Linked DNA regions of Mus musculus: all the other regions are linked to region 2. A link is a contact called in public Hi-C, HiChIP or PLAC-seq and Micro-C data. All regions are on one chromosome and are shown on one strand. The core of a region is the stretch at or near the end of the contact, and the rest is flanking DNA. Distances in the headings are between cores, read along the strand shown. Region 1 has its middle 49 kb from the start of Gm30041. Region 2 holds the start of Lrig3 (leucine-rich repeats and immunoglobulin-like domains 3). Region 3 has its middle 36 kb from the start of Gm29862. Region 4 has its middle 19 kb from the start of Gm36884.

What was found. Hi-C and Micro-C count contacts between places; a contact is called where the count stands out from the background. HiChIP or PLAC-seq counts read pairs in DNA pulled down with a chosen protein or histone mark.
Region 1: a contact with region 2 is called in a Micro-C map of the MC3T3-E1 cell line, with 5 times the contacts expected there. The contact joins the enhancer-like site here to the promoter of Lrig3 in region 2. A contact is called at or near these places in 1 of 39 promoter capture datasets (the 3T3-L1 cell line), 2 of 484 Hi-C or Micro-C datasets (the MC3T3-E1 cell line and adipose-derived mesenchymal stem cells), 1 of 115 datasets of contacts at active chromatin or transcription factors (embryonic limb bud) and 1 of 9 other capture datasets (adipose tissue).
Region 3: an H3K4me3 HiChIP or PLAC-seq map of embryonic limb bud shows a contact between it and region 2, with 5 times the contacts expected there. The contact joins the enhancer-like site here to the promoter of Lrig3 in region 2. A contact is called at or near these places in 5 of 39 promoter capture datasets (the 3T3-L1 cell line, 3T3-L1-derived adipocytes, liver and 2 more), 1 of 15 datasets of contacts at CTCF or cohesin (the NIH/3T3 cell line), 4 of 484 Hi-C or Micro-C datasets (embryonic fibroblasts, epidermal suprabasal cells, nephron progenitors and 1 more), 14 of 115 datasets of contacts at active chromatin or transcription factors (craniofacial prominence, embryonic hindbrain, embryonic limb bud and 6 more) and 4 of 9 other capture datasets (embryonic stem cells, embryonic tail, embryonic trunk and 1 more).
Region 4: a contact with region 2 is called in a Hi-C map of uterus, with 4 times the contacts expected there. The contact joins the enhancer-like site here to the promoter of Lrig3 in region 2. A contact is called at or near these places in 3 of 39 promoter capture datasets (the 3T3-L1 cell line, cancer-associated fibroblasts and hippocampal neurons), 5 of 484 Hi-C or Micro-C datasets (the MC3T3-E1 cell line, embryonic fibroblasts, palatal mesenchyme and 1 more) and 5 of 115 datasets of contacts at active chromatin or transcription factors (astrocytes, embryonic limb bud, forebrain and 1 more).

Annotation. Positions count from the first base shown.
Region 1 is chr10:126,141,312-126,144,304 of GRCm38.p6, reverse strand. No RefSeq gene overlaps it. Among named protein-coding and RNA genes, the nearest start is that of Gm30041, 49 kb to the right of the region's middle. Within about 2 kb of position 1,439, at least 32 of the 459 cell types and tissues checked have an H3K27ac peak or open chromatin away from gene starts, as enhancers often do. A contact at or near this core is called in the MC3T3-E1 cell line, where this site is marked.
Region 2 is chr10:125,964,088-125,967,490 of GRCm38.p6, reverse strand. It overlaps Lrig3 (leucine-rich repeats and immunoglobulin-like domains 3), which reads right to left and starts at 1,272. Exons shown (of 19, transcript NM_177152.5): 1 at 780-1,272. The coding sequence starts at 1,015.
Region 3 is chr10:125,808,723-125,812,077 of GRCm38.p6, reverse strand. No RefSeq gene overlaps it. Among named protein-coding and RNA genes, the nearest start is that of Gm29862, 36 kb to the right of the region's middle. Within about 2 kb of position 1,932, at least 28 of the 459 cell types and tissues checked have an H3K27ac peak or open chromatin away from gene starts, as enhancers often do. A contact at or near this core is called in craniofacial prominence, embryonic limb bud, neural tube and 1 more, where this site is marked.
Region 4 is chr10:125,724,013-125,727,194 of GRCm38.p6, reverse strand. No RefSeq gene overlaps it. Among named protein-coding and RNA genes, the nearest start is that of Gm36884, 19 kb to the left of the region's middle. Within about 2 kb of position 1,689, at least 27 of the 459 cell types and tissues checked have an H3K27ac peak or open chromatin away from gene starts, as enhancers often do. A contact at or near this core is called in uterus, where this site is marked.

The sequences.
Region 1 (2,993 bases), core at 190-2,689, 180 kb before region 2:
ACCAACAGCCTAAGTTTCAAACCAGCAGCCTGCAGTCTGTCTTCTAAAACCTTGATTTCTATGAGATCGACCAATCTGTCGGATATAAATAAATCAGTTTCATTTTAAAAGGTCACCTTTAAAACTAGCATTTTAAAATGTCGTTATTAAGATTCTTTGTTTTTGTCCACAGTCTTCTCTGACCTCATAGTGTTTGTAAGTTAAAAGCTGGTGTATCACACAGGAGCTTCGCCAGGCACAGCTGATGAACTGCGCATGCTCAGGAAACTCTGACTCCACAGGTTGTGCGGCCAGCTCCAGACTGCGGAGACTCCCTGTGTCTGCTCCCTCTGCCAGAGTTCCTACCTCTCATTTAGGAAGTTCTCAGGGCCGGTAGCCGAAATCCAAAACACATAAAAGAAACAAGATGCGTTCTTATTATGAATGTGGAGTTTGGGTGGTACGTTTTTCCAGAATTACCAGTAATTCTGACAACACGTAAGCTTCAAATACACAAGGTGTATGTACTCACTGTTATATAATATTTATTGTATTAACATAGTGCAATGAGATTAATAATGTGTAGGATAATTAATGCAGGACAACAGGTTTCACGGTTACATATTTACGATCATTTTATACATATTATAATGATGTAGATGGCTTTACAGTTGGTCAAACTGGTACACTTCCTTGGCTCAGTACCATCAAGAAATTATTTTATGAGGATGCAGGCTGTGTAAATATTTAAATAAGGTTATTTAAATACTGGAGGATACTGCTCATGGACAGAGAACAAAGTGAAGACCGCGGAGAGACTGGTGTAAGTGAAATAAACACGAGTGATTATGTTTGCAAAATAGTCCAAACTACTTTTGAACTGTATCCTCAAAAATTGAAGCTCAGAGAATTAAAAAAAAAATGTAGCTGAGTTCCTTCAATAAGCTAGTGCCAAATATCAAAAGGTGATTCTTATGAATATACCACAGTTCAGGTGCAACTTCAGTAATTCTAACGCAATTATAGTACCACAAACTATAAAAATTCACAACTGCACATAGTGTGAAAATATGTATAGGTTCTGAAATAGTCTGAAATGATTTCCCAGGGGGCTGGAGGGGACAGCCTAAAAAACATCAACCGTGCTTACTTTCTGCCTGTCTGTTAACCATGTTCTCAAACTCTGACTCTTTGCAGTTATTATATTTGATATTTTTGTATGTGGTTTTGCTTTCGTTCTTCTAGTGTTTTGGCTTATTTGATTGTTTGGCACCAGCTTTTGTACAGCTAGAGGAATTTATATAAACTGATCACACTGAGTGATATTCCCGGACACGGCCGAGTCTCCTGCAGATTAATAGCTCATCCCAGAGGAAGAATTTGTGCTGGAATCACAGAGCACGCCGATGTGCTGAACCCTGTGCATTGCGAAGCCGCTTTAAAACTGGAGAGAGTGAACGCGAGGGCAGCTGTCCTACGGATCCAGTTGTTTCTGGGTCTTGTATTCACAGAACTGATTTTTCTGATGTTCCCTGGAGCTTGAGACGATGCACAATAAAAGGAAGGAATTCTTGGCTTGCAGAGCTGACTTAGAGCTTTTACCCTGCTCCCTTTTCTTTTCCCGGGGAGATGGGAAGAAATATAAAGTCCCAGCTTGGTAAATCAACGAATTAGGAGCACAAGTGACTCAGTCCCAGGCATAACCAAAAAGCACAACCATCGCGCCAGCGTTTGGTGCCCCCCACAGTACCAAAGATGGAGCCCCGACATCAGTCTATACCCTAAGTCCTCTAGAAGCCTTAGACCAAGCACCACTTGTGCAGGGAGCCAGAGAGAGGAGAAGTGCCCCGGACTCTCAGTTGAGGGTTTGGTTGAGCCCTCTCCTTTCCTTCTGTGAGGGGACACCAATGGTGCTGGTCTCCTGAGGGTTTGTAGGGTAACCCCGAATACACCGATTTGTAGGATTTTTAGAGGGCCGTGGCCACCTCACTCCCAGAGGGCAGAGTTCCACAATATTGGCTTGTTCTCTGGCCCAGGCTTGGGAGAGTCTTTTGTATAGTCAGATGTGCCAGGCACAACCCTCTTTTGCCCGAGTAGTCTGAAGTTTGTTGCTAGATATCCTGTAGTCTGTTTTCCTCACTTTTCAAAAGCTACCTTTTCAGGGGAAACCTACCCTGGAACTGAATTAACAAAGCTGCTGCATGAGGGCTCCTGCTGCACGTGGCTCCCCTCACCTTCATCCCTCACAGCTTCTCCCCCTGCAGCTGTTGAGCTCTTACCTTGCTGTTTAGTTTGCCCCGTTGTTACAGTTTAATTGCTCTCCCTTCCGCTTCCACGTTCCGAAAAATCAGAACTTTTGCCCGTTTTTGTTCTTGGATACAAGTGCCTGGAACAACATCTGGCCCGTAGAAGGAACTCAAATATTTGTGGAATGATTGAATTTAGCAAATCGGTATTGAATGTCTGCTCTGTCCCAAGATTTGTGCTTAGCACCGGGAATAAAAATGACAGCAAGGCGCAGTCTCTAACCCACAAAAGTTTACATGGCTCCGTTCCCAGGACACCCACCACAGTTTCTGACTCAGGGGACTTTGGATAGAGTCTAGAAAGTTCCTGGTCTGCCAGATACACCAGAGTTTTCATTTCTTTCCCCAAGGTCCTCTGTGCCAGGAGATAAATTGTATTGTCATGGAATCTTTGACATACAACAAACCTGAAACACATCTGGCATTGAATATCCCATCCTGAGTGATGCTGGGATGCTGGGATTTCTGTTTCCCAGAAACACAGGCAAGAACGTGTAGAGTAGGGCATTGCTTATGTCTTCTCCCTTCTATCATGACAGAAATGAATGTCCAGCCTAGAATAGTGAGGTAGCTAAGTGCGAAAGTAGAGATTGTTCCTCGGGAATATACTTTGAAGATTTCTGCTGCCGTTGCCTTAATGGCCATGTTTTAAACTGAGGTTCAATGAATTTTTAGATTTTATTTTCAAACCTTAGTAAACAGAATGAA
Region 2 (3,403 bases), core at 23-2,522:
ACTTCTTTTTTTTTTAAGTGCAACTTTTGCTTTTTTGCTTATGGCTTAAACGCCCCCTCCAATTTTAACAAAATTAGGGGTTGGGAGAGAATAAAGAGAGCTGACATTTGTAAGGACTCGCATTTCCAAGTAAATTATATTTTCTTCCGTGTTCTATCCACACAGTTGGCAGTGACTTCGGGGTTTCTGGCTTCCCAGCTAAAATCCGCCAAACAGCACTCAGCGCAGGCTCTAAACTTGCCCAGATCTCGGTTGTGAAAACCTACTTCCTTTGCTTAATCTACCCGATCAGTCTTCGCACCCAACTTCTCACAGTAACCAAGACGCAGACGCATTTCAAAGTGGCCCGGGAGCGAGGCTGATGGTCTGCTAATGTGAAATTAAGCACTGCGGAGAGAAAAAGTCTGTGCGGCTTTGCTTGAGCAAGGGGGGTTATAAGAGAAAGGCGCGCCTGCAGTGACCGTCTAGGGACCCTAACTAACCCCTGAGAAGCTACAGTTGGGCCAGTTTCCTACATAAACTCAGAAGAAAACTTGCAAAATACAGTGTCTCGCAGACTGGCTCCCAATCGCAGGCGTCGGGTCTGCTGGCCTAGGAGTGGCGACTCAAGAACCCACCTGCGCGGATGCAGAGGGAGACTGAGTCCCCCCACAGGGCTCCGGTAGCGGCCTGGGCGCTGTATAGTGCGCTCTGAGCCCCGGGCCTAGGCGGACTCTTCTGGTCTCGCACCCCTGGCGGGCCGGTCTCCTTCACCCCACCGGAATGATACTGATACTCACAGCCGTGTGACCCAGGCCGGGAGAGGATCGGGAAGGCGAACCAGCCGCCGCCGGCTGCAGTCCAGCAGGTCCCCGAGGCAGTGGCAGGCGGCTGGACACGGGCGCTGCGCATCGTCGTCCAAGAGCTGCCCGGGAGCCCCGTGGCCTCCGCTTCCCGCCGGGCCCGCGCGCCCCAGCCCCGCGCACAGCAGCAGTCCCAGCGCCGCGGTGGCCGCTCGGAGTCCGGGAGCACCCATCGCCGCGCGCCCCGCCGCCTCCGGTTCGGCCCGGAGCTCTACAACCTCGCGCACCCCCAAAAGCACCGACTCCCAGACCGGGCTGGACACGCCGATCGCCGCCTCGTGCTCCTGGTGGCTCAGTCCCCGCACTGAAGGCCTCGCATGCCCCTGCACAGCGGGAGAGCCAGCAGCGGAGGACCGGCAGCCACGGTGAAGGCAGCCCGAGCGGCGTCCGAGAACGGGATGGCACGCCGAGAAACTTTTCCGCCTGCGGCGGGCGGCGGGGCGCGATGTCCCGGCGCGGCGGAACGGCGAGGCGGGGCGAGAAGGCGGGCGCGCGCCCATTGGCCCGCCTGGCACCCGCGGCCACGTGACAATAACAAGGCTCCAGCCCCGAGCCGGCGCCCGGGAGAAAGTGGAGCTGAGATTGTAGGAAATTCCGAGTTACATTTTCCAGCGTCTGCAGCCAGCAGTCTCCGCTATGTCCTGAGAACCATAGATCAGATGGAATGGGAGGGCAAGAGCGAGCCAGCGAAGGAGCGAGCCAGCGAAGGACTGAGCCGGCTGGTGCTCTGAGCTGCAGTTACTTAAGGGAAACTTTAGAGAGTACAGTTAAAGTAGTTGCAGTGTTCCAAGGCCTTTCAATTCCTAGCGAGAGAACTGTGTCGATTATTATATTGTTGGCGAATGAAACAGTGGCTTTCATAAAAAAAATTAATATCGGTGCCAGTGAGGTCTTTTATGCCCATAAATTGGACATATATAATGTATATGTATGCGTATTTGTATATGATGTATATGTATAGCCTGGCAACCCAGCACTGTATGGAAGAGGCAGGCAGACCTATGAGTTTCGGGCCGGCCAGGACAACACAGTGAGACCCTGTCTCAAACGTATGTGCACATGGATGGATGGCTAGATGGATGGACAAAGGACATGGTTTGGGATATGGGAGCTTGGTTTATAATAGATGGAGCTGGAGGGAATGATAATAAATTAATAAATAACTAAATAAATTAATAAACTAAATAATAAATTAATAAATCCAAGTTGGCAATCAGATTCCAAACAATAGTAGCTAAGAAGAATAAAAGCAACCACACTAATATATGCTAAGACCTTGAAAGAAAAAGCACACGTGCGCATGCACACACGAACGCACGCACAAACACACGTGCACATGCACACACATGCTTACACACACACACACACACACACACACACACACTTACCTTAGTCTACCTGCCTTTTGAATGATGACATTCTTGACTGAAAAGTCTACCAGACTTAAATAAGCTTATCTGTCTGTGGGGTATATTGAGGGAGGAGGTAGAACCAAAATACCAGGCACCCCTGAAGTCTGTCTGGATGTACTCAGCCTGTAACCTGGGTAGCAAGGTGTTGAAAATAATGGAGACCTCAGAGTTGATCTGCTAACACCTCAGGGAAAATAGGTCCCAAAGAGATACCTAACATTTTGTAGGGTGACATAAACTAATTTTAAGGCTCTGTTTCTGTAGGTTGTTGGCTGCATGGTATCTGCCCAAGCATGTCTGTGACTTGGGTTACTTAATCAGCTAGTTGATGCAGGATGAGATAGCTGATGGAATTGAGACTTTAACCCCATGACCATTGACTTGCACTGTAGCGTTCACCTGTGTAAGCACGGCCATTCATGGGGAAATAAAAGACTCTGAAGTTGGCACACCCTAGTTTAGGTGAGATATCCCCTCCCCTTTCTTCTGCCTGCCTGTAGCTTTGCCACATTTTAGAACGATAGACAAGAAATAGCTATAATTACAGGGCTTCCATTAAGATCCACAACAATTGGGCAATGGATTTTTCAGGTTCCTCTTGCATCTTGCTTGACTAATCTGCCTAAGGAAAACCTGGTTTGCTACTCTGAAGTTTTTAAAAACAAGAGCAGTGTCAGTATACACATGCCCGTGCCGTTACATGGCGTGGGTGTCTTGACTTGCTCCTGAGATGCCAGAGACAATTGAAGTCCGTCATCGTTCGGTGACGCTGGGCTCACTTTTCCTGGGTACACTCACTTTCACTTTCCTCATGAATTAAATTTACACTTCTATGCTTATAGTCACATCTCCTCCTGATAACCTGATTTCCAGTTTAGAACTTTCTCCTAAATCACACACACACACACACACACACACACACACACACACACACGCACACGCACACGCACACGCACACGCACTCGCACATTCAAATGCAATGCATCCAGAATCATGTTTCAACATCCCTGAACCTCCCTCCTTTTCTCCCTGTGTTTTCTGACTCAAAAAAGGATGCTTCACCCCATCCAGGTAAAAACCCTAGACCCTAGAAGGCCAAGCTGCATCCTTGGCACTGTCTCCATAACCAACCAGCAGCTTCTGTTGAAG
Region 3 (3,355 bases), core at 683-3,182, 160 kb after region 2:
ACTTTTCAGAATGCTCATTTTGTGTGAAAAGCTACACAAGCAAACACATTCTCAGGGGTTCCATAACCTGCTAACGCTCAACTGGACTACTGGACGCGGTTCACTGCAGGCACCTGGAGGCAGAGTAAGAGCTTCCTTTAAGTTAAGCTTGCTTCTTCCTGCTTGGGGAGAAAGGAAACATACATCCAAATCAAATGAGTCATGGTGTGTTTTATTAAGAAGTTTTGGATATGAATACAAATCTAGCAAAATATTCTTGATATTGACAGAGATCTTCCAAGAGTCTGGTGTTTTCCACACCCGTTGGCCAAGGGGAAGGAATCTAAAATATTGGAGACTTTACAGAGTGAATCATGAGATACAGTTTGAACATTTGTTTTAGCTGAATTCATGTAACTCACTGGCAGAGCCGTGTTTTATCTTACACCTTCTCAGTTGCAGATAATTCTACTTCACCTGGATTCAGACACTCCCGTATTTAACCAAATACAGTTTCTTAAAAGCCAACCCCAGAGGCTCCAAGTGACTTTGCCACTAACTACCACCAACACAGTATCCCCAAGTTCAGTCCTTTAGAGCAAGCTGAAGGTTCCCTTGAGAATATGAACATTCCCTGGAAGGATGAGAAATGAACATCAAAAATAGTGTGGGTAGCTCTTCCCCATCGCTACGGCTTCACGAAACCCTGCTTAAAAAGGGCTTGCCTCTGTCTAACCACCCTTTGTTCATTGAAGGGACACCATCTAAGAAGATGGAAGTAATGTGTAAACAGAGGGATGGGGTAACACCCCAGATGTATTCCTTCTAACATAGGCTGGCTACATAAGCCCGTTCAATGAGCAGACAAGATTAAAACTGAGTGTTGTCAAAGAAAGCATATGTATGGCCTTTTAAGATGACAGATGTCTGCTAGTAAGGCCAGGTCCAAGTCAGGCACCAGAGAAGCAGGATCTAGCCAGCTATGTGGCCAGCATGGAAATAAGGAGCATCCTGAAAAGACGCAACGATAGATTATGGTCATGAGCTTCGAAAGGCAGAGTGAATGATGTCATGGTTTTGAACTTTTTTTTTTTTTTGGTACATGCTGCAAATGAAGAACAGCATGGGGGGAAGAAAACGAGGGACCCAAAATCTTTATGAGTTTGATGAGAGTTTAAAGCAGGAGGCAGGGCTGAGAAGGGACAGAAGGAGCCAGAGGCAGGGAGGTCTGGGTCATAGCAGCACTTGTGGGGAGACAGTGAGGTCATTGCTGCAGGTGTGGGTTCGACTTAGCTGCTCTGTTCTGCTGGGTAAATGAGTATTTTCTTTTTACATGGCTGGGTTAAATTACTTCCCCTGGGTCATTCAATTAATCATTTGGAGAGCAAGGACCAGACTCCTCCTCAAGACCCTCATTTCACATCTGGAGCAGGCAAGCCAGGCCTCTACTCTCCGAAGCACTTTCTTTAATTTAATTTAAAAAGAAATCATTTCTTTCACAAATCAATGAAGTTTTGAACTGTTTTGCACGGAATCCAAAAAAAAGAAAAAAAAAAAAAACCTCTCTCTTCCCTGTGACTTAAAACACAGATAGGCAGCATTAACTACATAGAACTACCATAGATTGCTTTCTGGTTGATCTTTAATTCAAGAATTTGAAGTCTCTGTCAAAATTACTTTGGACCAACCCTGTCTCTGAGATTTCAACCTATTATTCTTGGGAGCCGGGAAAAAAAATGAGTTACAGATACGAGAAAGCCATGTGTGCACGGTTTAGCTGTCGCATGAGCAATCGTGTGATATATTGCTCTTCTCACTAATAACCACAAAGCAGGTAGAGGCATGGCAGACTAATTTGGTTTATATGTCCAGCTGTAAGGCTAGACACTGCATCATTCTTCTCAGAAACCAGTGACTTTAGGCATGTGGAACTCTGTAGTCATGACAACAATAAACCAAGGCACTCTCAGCTCAGAAACTGCCTTGTCTCCATTACTTCCTGCTCATGACCTGACTTTTCTTACTCTCTGGGGCTGGGGGCTGGGGATTTGTGAAAGATCTATTGAACAGAGTTCCAGTATAGGTTTAATGTTTAAAAATGTCTGGGCTGGAAGTTTTGCTTGCACAGATGGCCAGAGGCCTCGAGAAGGAATAGATCAATCACCGTTACTGCTAATGACACAGTTATGAGGGTGGACCCAAAGGTGAGCTGACTTGGAAGAGGGGAGAAGGCAATGCAATGTGGAGAGTGACTTGGAAGCATTTCTTTGTAAGTATGGCAGATAATTTTATAATTATAGCAAGGGTTCTGAAGAGACGTACCCTAACCACGTCTGGAACAATACTCAAACGTATTCAGACAGAAAACTGAGCGCGTGCAAATGCACGCATGATGCTTTTAATTGTAGAAAGAACTGATTAGCAGATGCTCAAGGGACAATCTACACGGAATCTTATCTTGTGTCCCATGTATGCAGGGAGTCCTATGGCTACTGTCAGAGAGCGCATAGCTCAGCAGTCAGAGTACCAACCCCTGAATGCAGTGATTGCTTTTGATTGCCACAAGTAATATTTGGAGAGCATTGCCTAAGTCTTTTCATACTCAACTGCAAGGAGAGATTATACACTTTTCACGGTAGCTCTGTTGAGGTATAAAACAGATGGAGAGAGAGGTCTTAGCCCCATGCCATGCAAATATTCAACAAGAGGGAGCCCCCCTCCCCAGCAGTGTCCACACCGCTGGTGCTATGGGGAGGATTTGAGACGAAATCTGACTTCTACTTGGCTCATGCTCGCATGCTTCATTGTTACAGCTTTGTTACACCCAAGTGAAAAATTGTAGCATCGATGGATGCTTCACTGTTACAGCTTTGTTACACTGGAAGTGATGAATTCTAGCACGAATTACATTTGCCATCCCAGACCCTAACAACAATTGCCCATCTTTTCCCAGGACTATTTTCTACTAACTTAGCACTCACACGCCGGTAAACAGAGGAATAAAATATGGACCAAATCCTAGATAGTGTCAGATGCTTCCTCTCATGTCTGTGCTCTTAAAAACTGAATGGCAATGTCCCAGACATTAGCTTCATCACAGGCTTGACTTCTATGGAAAAGAGTTGCAGCCCTGAGGTCAGTTCTTGGCATGGCCTCAGATAGTATGGATTGCATTCAAAAGTATGGTTGGGATTTTTTTGTTGTTGTTGTTGTTTTGTTTTTCTCAAATTGTGTTTTATTTTTATATTTTTATTAATTATTTACTTTACATCCTGACTACATCTTCCTCTCTCTCCTACCTTCCTACTCCCTCTCTCTCCCCTCCCCTCCCCTTTGTCTTCAGAGAAGGGGAGGCCTCCCCTGGATATCAGTCTGC
Region 4 (3,182 bases), core at 440-2,939, 240 kb after region 2:
ACAAACAAACAAAAACAAAAAAACAACGAAAAACAAAAAAACTTTGTGAGGAAAACAAAATCCAAAACAAAAACAGTGTCAAAAGAACCCCTGTCAAGTATCCCCAAATCGGCCCCTTTCCATTCCGTAGGAGAAGAATTTCTTTTCCCTTTGTCTCTATGAGGTTCAGAACCTGGGACTGCTGTGAGCAGACAGCTTAAGCAGACATCATACATAAACTTACTTCATATTGTTTTTAGGTGACCCCAAGGAAGAGATCAGCTTACATGTTTGATGGCAGACTTGATGACGAGTGGAGAATCAAGGAAACATTTGCTAGATCGAGTGTGCAATAAAACAAAACAAAACAAAACAAAACAAAACAAAAAAACAGTTTACAAAGCTGGGGGAACTCGCGGGGCCTCAGCTCAGGCATCTCTGGCTGCTGGCCACAGTCCTTCCTGTCCCTAGATCCAGACAGGGCAGCCCTCAGCTGATGAGAGAAGGGTCAGAGACATTTCTGCTTGTCTAGTCTCAAGTTTACTCCCTTGTGCCACGGCACCAAAGATTAGCGTAGCACGCTCCTGTTAGTCCAGCCCTGGTTTTCTTTCTTAAAAGAGAAAATTTAACAGAAGTTTTTATTTTTCCCCCCCGTTTGTTGATTTCTTTCAAGAAAGGGTCAAAAATTTATCTTCAAAATACTAGTTGTAGAGATGCATACAAATAACAAAAAGAAAAAAAGAGAGAGAGAAAGAAAGGAAGGAAGGAAGGAAGGAAGGAAGGAAGGAAGGAAGGAAGGAAGGAAGGGGGAGAGAGAGAGAGCTAGGGAGAGAGAGAGAGAGAGAGGGAGAGAGCGAGAGAGAGAGAGAGAGAGAGAGAGAGAGAGAGAGAGAGAGAGAGAGAGAAAGAAAAGAAAAGAAAAAAGAAAAGAAAAGAAAAGAAAAGAAAAGAAAAGAAAAGAAAAGAAAAGAAAAGAAAATACAGATTTTTAAAGAGCCAGCGAAATATCATCTCTTACTTGGCTCACTTTTAAAGTTAGAGGATTGTACAGAATGGCGCCTGTGTGGCTGTGCGCATGCGCACTTCCCATCCCAACTTTGGGTAGAAGAGATTCTCCCCTATAGAGGGAGAGAGAGGAGCTTTGCATCTGTTGAGGCAGGGCTAAGTCAGTGTGAGAAAGTCAGGAGCAGCCGCACTTGACACCCACTCTTGTCAGTTCAGGCCACTGAGGCTGAGCAGAAGGGACGCTGGGCCTTGTCCCAGATGCTGGGTCTGAGACTCGAGATTTCCCTCTGCCCGCCCCTCCCCCATAGCCTTCCTTTGTTTCCCTGGAGGGTTATTTATGTTGCTAATTCAAGACTTTGACTTGTAGGATAAACCCATGCTGTGTGTTTATAGAACAGGCAAGGCGGAACCCTGGGTCCCTTTGATTGGAGATGATTTTCACATGTTTCCTGGTTCCCCTTTTGTGAAGATTTATCTTCAAACTCGAGACTTCCCTCCTTCTCACTTCAGACTTAAACTACTTAAATCTAGAAAAATAAAATTGTTTAACTGAACCTACTTCCCTAATAACTTTAGAAGAGCCAGCCAACAAATTGTTTACTTGAGAGGACCGTAGCCTTTTCTTCCGCTCTTCAATCACCCTCAAGGAGAAGGCAGATGTGAGTGGCTGGGACCTGGTGGAGCACGTGGGCGCGTTTGCCCAGCGTGGTGGGTACCGCCCTCTGTAGGGTAAAATTAGGCTTACTCGAATCTGCTAGATTGTCTTGCCCTCTAGTGGTCAGTACAAAAAAAAAAAAAAAAAAAAAAAAAACCACACACGAACATTGCAACTTGCAATGACTGTGTCTTAACGTTTACTTATAGGTAGGCGAATCGAATTATTATTGAGTTAAATCAATCTGCTATCATGCAAGATAGCACATATAGTTGGGCTTACGTGTACGTTTTTATGGGTGGAGGATGGATCCCATCGCCCTTTGCAAACTAAGATGTGCTTAGCCACGGAGCTGCGTGTCCCAGAACAGCATCATGTTTTACTGAATTAAATAAATTAAATGGCCACTTCCAAAATTCCTTAGGGGATACATTACAACATACAATTGTACATGTTGACGGAGCACCATCTTACACTGTTGTATGTACACATATCACATAATACGAAATCCAGACGCATCTAATTCCTCACACACGTATAATTTGCTTATCATGAGAACAGACAGGATCGTTCCTTGGAGCTTTTTAAAACACACAGTGCTGTTGTCATCCAGTGACCCCACTGGGCAGCGGCGGGCCAGATTTTCCTTCTCCATAACTGTACATTACTGCCTGTTAGCCAACATTTCTTAACCCACCCTTTCCACTCGCTCCAAACACCTTACCCTTATTTTCTATATCTCATACAGATTCCATTTATGAATGAACTCTCGAGGCAGTTGGCTTTCTGTTGTTGGCTTATCTCATTTAACATTACAATCTCTGGTTTTTCATCTGTGCTTATTTATTTATTTATTTATATTTTTGAATGATCACATTGTATTGTGAGTGACAGAATAGTAAGTAATCCACTTTAATATTCACTGTATCCATCCATCAACCATGAGAAACTTAGAGAGTTTCTTCAGCTTGGCTCCCATGGATAGCATTTGTCTTAGTTAGGGTTTTACTGCTGTGAACAGACACCATGACCAAGGTAATTCTTATAAGGACAACATTTAATTGGGGATGGTGTTTACAGGTTCAGAAGTTCAGTCCACTATCATCAGGGCAGGAGCAAGGCAGCATCCAGGCAGGCATGGTGCAGGAGGAGCTGAGAGTTTGACATCTTCATCTGAAGGCTGCTAGCAGTATACTGACTTCCAGTCAGCCAAGACAAGGGTATTAAAGCCCACACCCATAGTGTTACACCTACTCCAATGGGGCCACACCTCCAAATAGTGCCACTCCCTGGGCCAAGCACATACAAACCATCCCAGCATTTCAGTGAACATGAGAGTGCAGATGTCTCTTCAATGTGCCCACTAAATTCCCTTTGGATACCCAGTAGTGAGATGGGTGGATCATACAGTAGTTTTATTTTATGGAACCCCAATACTATTTTCCATAATGGGTGTATTAGGTTATATTTCTAGCAATGGTGCACCAGGGTTCCTTTCCTTCCCATCTTGACCAGCATTTCTTGGTCTCTTGTTACATTGATA